2 separate regions of the Oryctolagus cuniculus genome follow, and region 1 is linked to region 2. A link is a contact called in public Micro-C data. All regions are on one chromosome and are shown on one strand. The core of a region is the stretch at or near the end of the contact, and the rest is flanking DNA. Distances in the headings are between cores, read along the strand shown. Region 1 overlaps TBC1D4 (TBC1 domain family member 4). Region 2 holds the start of TBC1D4 (TBC1 domain family member 4).

Region 1 (2,700 bases), core at 28-2,527, 120 kb before region 2:
ATAAAATATGTCACTTGTGAAAAATAATTCTATATTTCTTTTCTTGTATATGGATATGTATACGCTCATTAACAAAAAGGTGAAATAAGCAAAGAAGTCATCAAAGCAAGAAGGCAAAACTTCTTGTAAACAAATAATCAAGAAGTTAATCTTCCACTTTCTAATTGCAAAAACAGAACAGGACAGGGACACCTAAGAACGCTCTCCCCTCTACCGCCCCACCCCAATGTGATTTATTGAATTTTGCTAGAACTACAAGACTCGTAGTTTCCAATGCAGCGCATTCCTCTACCAAACATAAATCACTTTCAATGTGAGATCATACTACTCTTTATTCCACAGAATGCTTTCTGTTCCTCAAAGAAGTCTTATTATTTGATGTTCACTTAGTGCAGTTCCGTATTCTTGTAGTTACTCCAGTAAACACTAGAGGGAGATTCCCCACATTGAGCAAAAACAAAAATTCAAAAATTTCTTAAAACACTGAAAAAATGTCAAGGTTCATAGAACATTATTACTATCACTCCCATTTTAAGTTTAAAAAAATTGACAATTAGATAGTAAATTAACTGGAATTTTAACTTAGTAGGTAAGTTTGGCAATAAGACTAATGAGTTAATAAATTTAGACTGAAAAATTACATTGTAGCTGAGTCAAACTTGATGACATTTAATGTGATATTTTCAAACAAGAAATACTAAATGTAATAAGAGAAATGTGCTTTGTTCCTTTATCACAATATAATGAAAGTATAAAGTCAGCTAAACAAAATGAAAGTATAAAGTCAGCTAAACAAAATGCTAAAAACAGGACACTTACTAAGTAGTTTTTACTTATGAAATGTCTGAACTCATGAGAAGAGAAACTTTTGAGCCAGGCTCAGTTGTGAAATGAAACGGGCCTTGGGAAAAGAGGCAAAGCAGTTAGGGCTAAGCCCAGAGGGACCCGGACAGGGCCAGTTCTCCCTGAGATCAAGAGATAAAGCTGTAATATTATCAGGAAACAAAAACGCCACACATTTCTCAGAAACCTATTTCTGTCCTGGCCTGCCACATTACTTCAGATGTTTATACCACCACAACAGATTTTTCACATTGCAAATGAAAATAACACGACATTCCTGAACTTTTATTTAGACTTCAGTTACTTGTAAACATTATCATCAAGCACCGAGGGTGCCAAGTGTCTCCCCTCATCCAAGAAGAAAAACTCCTAACTGCATGCCACTCAAGGATTACACATTTGCCTCTCCAAAATTAGGCCAGCAGGGCACTAACAGGCAACCCAATGCCCAATCTCTGATCAGCACTTGTACTTTTTATGGGTAAAGGAAAAGCACTGGTCTCTACATAGAAACGATTCACAGTAGAACTCTGCACTGGCTCCAGCCCTCACAGTAGAATTAAACTCAATGGAACAACATGAGTCATAATGAAGCATTCCTGATACTGCTATGTGGAATCAAAAATTAATACTGTAACATCTTGCAGCAAGACTGCCTTGCTACCCCTCATTCCTTCTTTTTGGTTGGAATTATGCCGAGTGTCACCTAGAAACCACGATGATTTTCTGAGCTGATAATTAATTGGCTGTCAAAAAGTGTTCTTCTTTCTTCATTAAATATTGAAGCCCACTTCTGGTCCCCATCGTTTGTGTGATCCAGCAAAACGACATCAAGGGGAAGTACTGAGCAATTTAGGTGACACAGCAACACATCTTTGATTGCAGAAAACAATGAAAAGCTCAAGACTTCAGGGTTCTAGAAAAAGATCATTTTCCTTCTATGCAGCTCACAAATGACTTGAATATGAATTTCTACAACCAATAAACCTCTGCCCTTGAAGTCACTGAAATACATCAGCATTGCCTAAAAGCCATATAGAGGAGTGCCCTGTGTCGTGATCAGTCTTTCCCAGTCATACCAGGTCCTATTCACTCTTTGTGCACACACCCAGTAGGCAGAAATTGCCAAACTCAATCAATAGAACTCAATGCCATGACAGCATTACTTTCAACTAACTGCTCTTTTGTAATTTGTTAAAACTTCCAATAAACTTTGGTAACTCAGTACACTAAAGGCCCCCAACAATTCCCTAAAGAAGCTCTTATTTTAGAATTTTAAGTAGAATGTATGGCTCTGAAATGTTTTTCAGGAGGTTACAGCTTCATTCTCTAATATCCAAACACTGCGTTATTCTATATTGAAAAGATCAGAGTAACGATTCAGCATCAAGATCAACGTGAGCAAAGTTAAAAGAGATTAAGGAAATCCATTCAGTGGTTTCTATTAACTGGCCTGCAGGAGTGTGATAATGTGGCCAGAATTCTTTTTCATCAGCATTCCCAAAGGATCTATCTGAGCTGTAGTCTGTCCAAATTTCACAACTTCGAAGTCAGAAACCCGTCAAAGCAAAAGTAGCAGCCCTTACTGTTTTTACACAGGGGCTGCTTTCAAGAAAGACCAAGATGATTGTAACTGTAAATAATTTAGGAGTGAATTATCAGCTGAAATAGATACTGGTTTTTTTTTTTCTAAATAGCACCCAGGTTTATCTAGAACAAACTGTTACAGTGGACTCTGCCAATCCTTGCACACTCCCCAAGTCCAATTTTCTGACCCCTCACAAAGGAGGCACAACTACCGGCCCAGACTCTGGGGCCTGTGCTGTGGCGCAGTGGGTAAAGCCATTGTCTACAGCA
Region 2 (2,743 bases), core at 72-2,571:
GCCTGCGAAAACTATTCCGCTGGAAAACAACGAAAACAAAACGTGGCCCCGCGGCGGCCGCTCCGCCTCCCGCCTCCCGCCGCCGCGGCAGCCCAGCTCGCTGCTGCTCCTCCTCCCACGGCTCCCGTCCCTCCCTCGCGCCCTGCTTCCTTCCTCGCAGGCTGCCGCTTGAATCGGGCTGCTACCCCGCCTCCGTCTCCGCCTGCAAAAGCCCAGCTGCTTTTGCAGCCTCTTCCTCCGGCTCCCGCGCGGGAGCAGCCCCGAGCCCGGCGCGGGCACAGCCAGGACCGGCGTGGCCTCTCTCAGCGCCCTTCTGGGAGTCTCTACCGCCCCCTGGAGAGAGGGCCGCTCGCTCTGGATTTTTTTTTTTTTAACGGTATTTGCTTGGCTTCGATGCCTTCCAAAGCTTGAATATTCGTTTCTGAATCCTCTCTTCTAATAACCTCGAAAAATACTCGTGTATTAAGTCACAGTATTATGAAATATTCTAAATTCCTGTTTTCACTTAAAATATAGCATTGACAACACGAATCTTCCTGGTTCTTAATGCAGCCAACTTCTGAAAATATGGAGAAATTATATTTGTTCTATGCCCTTAGTTCAAAGCCTTTTTACATGTGAACATGTATACTTCCAAAGAACTCAAAAAATATTTTGATAATCTGAGTATTCTAATTATGAACCAGAAAAGTACAGAAGTATAACATTTGTGTACATTAGACTCTCTTTTGTACTCACTAAATAATTGAGGAAGAAACAACTACAAAGTAAACAGGAAAACAGGTTTTTGACTCTCCCAGTCTAGAGGCTGAATAAAAACCCCAGGGTTCTCACTGCTGCTTAGTTCAGTGGTGTTCTCATTTTGTGCAAATGCTGAGGCCAGTTTTCCTCCTATTCATGTAAGATCAATATGATCAGCTGCCATTAGTCCTATGCAGGGATTCTGGGAGCAACTCCAAAAGCTCTGTTGCTAATTAGCATCTCAGCTCTAGGATGTAGACATTATTAACTGATTAAGTCTCTTGGTTTAACCACTCTCAAGACCTTTATGCAAAACATGCGCATGTTTTTAAGAAGCAGTGAGAAGTGATTGGAAGGTAAACTGAGGCCTTCCTTCTAGAACCTTACCAGAAACTCTAACACAGACACCGTTTCCCCCCAGGTGCCATATAAAAAGAAGAGATGGAAAAAACTCCCCCAGATCTCCTAGCTTGAGAGCTAGGATTGCGTTTGGGGCCCTAGCAAGCCAGTTCCTGGTAGTCCAATAAACTGGAAGCAGCAGTGAGCAAGTGTCACTTACCAATAGAAACACAGGAGAATTGTCTTTTATTCTGTGACGCGCTAAGTGTGGTTGCTTTCTGCCCTGCTATGCCCTTAGCCCCTCTTTGTAGTGTTTCTGTGGCGTTTGCCTTACTGCACAGTTGATGAGCAGGATTACTGTTTGCCAATGTCTGAGCCTCTCTGTAGTGGAAAGACAGCTCTTCCCAGCCCCTTTGAAGTTACCCACGGTCACATGACTTGTTTTGACCATGAAACGGGAGCAGAAGTGAGTGGAGTCACATTTCTGAGTACAAGTGTCCAGTTGCCAGTAGGTGGCCGGCTCTTGCTCTCTAGCCTGCTCCTTCCCTCCAGTGGTGGTGGGGGAAACAGCATGTCCACGTGGAGGTGCCTTGTGGTCAAAGCCAAGGGAATGCTGAGCCAGTGCACCTCAGACAGCTGTCCTGGGGAATCGACCTCGCTCACAGCCAACTCCTCGTGAGTGAGAAATAAACTTTTCCTTCTGTTAAGCTACTGACTTGGAGTTCTTGCCAGCTTGCTATTCATCTATCTTAGCCTGATAAACATAATTGTTAAACTCTAGTATATAATATATTTTGTATAAGAAATTTCAGTGTTGATACTTGTGGCCAGTACACAGCTGAACTAGATGGTAAGCTAGTAGCTTCTTACTGCCGCCCTGTCACCTGCAGAAAGTTGCACATGAAAAGTACTTAGCTATGTATCTGATCATTTAAATTTAGAAAAAGGATAACAGGACACAACTTTAAAAATATTTGGCAGGGCCGGCTCTGTGGTGTAGCGGACTAAGCCTCCACCTGTGGTGCCAGAATCCCACGGGCGCCGGTTCAAGTACCAGCTTCTCCTTTTCTGATCCAGCTGTCTGCTATGGCCTGGGAAAGCAGTAGAAGATGGCCCAAGTCCTTGGGCCCCTGCACCCGAGTAGGAGACCCAGAGAAGGCTCCTGGCTCCTGGCTCCTGGCTTCGGATCGGCGCAGCTCCAGCAGTTGTAGCCATCTGGGGAATGAACCAGCATATGGAAGAACTTTCTCTCTTTCTCTTCCTCTCTCTGTAACTCTACCTGTGAAGTAAATAAATAAAATCTTTAAAAGTATATATTTAGCAAGTATTCTATCCAGTATGCAGGTCTACAGTGCTTACTAAGGGATCAGGCAATAAATCAGTCTCTGACTCTCAGCTCTTCTACATTTGTCATTAGCAAAGCTCCAAAGCATATGTCCATGAAAAGCATTTGCAACACCCTGATGGAAACATCTCTTGAATAGTCTTATTCAAGTGTTCCTGTTATGTCCCATCTAAATTGATGGTGACAACACTAATTGAAAGCTGTTAAGACATAGTCATATCCTAGCAACCAAATGTATACCTCATAAGAAATACAAGGGCCTGGCCGGCGCCGCGGCTCACTAGGCTAATCCTCCGCCTAGCGGCGCCGGCACACCGG

What was found. Hi-C and Micro-C count contacts between places; a contact is called where the count stands out from the background.
Region 1: a contact with region 2 is called in a Micro-C map of ear pinna, with 13 times the contacts expected there. The contact joins the enhancer-like site here to the promoter of TBC1D4 in region 2. A contact is called at or near these places in 6 of 6 Hi-C or Micro-C datasets (ear pinna, embryonic fibroblasts, liver and 3 more).

What each region holds. Positions count from the first base shown.
Region 1 is chr9:37,239,483-37,242,182 of mOryCun1.1, reverse strand. The region is part of intron 1 of TBC1D4 (TBC1 domain family member 4); the gene reads right to left. Among named protein-coding and RNA genes, the nearest start is that of TBC1D4, 120 kb to the right of the region's middle. Within about 2 kb of position 1,277, at least 1 of the 8 cell types and tissues checked has an H3K27ac peak or open chromatin away from gene starts, as enhancers often do.
Region 2 is chr9:37,119,242-37,121,984 of mOryCun1.1, reverse strand. It overlaps TBC1D4 (TBC1 domain family member 4), which reads right to left and starts at 1,321. Exons shown (of 21, transcript XM_070048715.1): 1 at 1,301-1,321. The region is part of intron 1 of LOC103349082 (a long non-coding RNA gene); the gene reads left to right.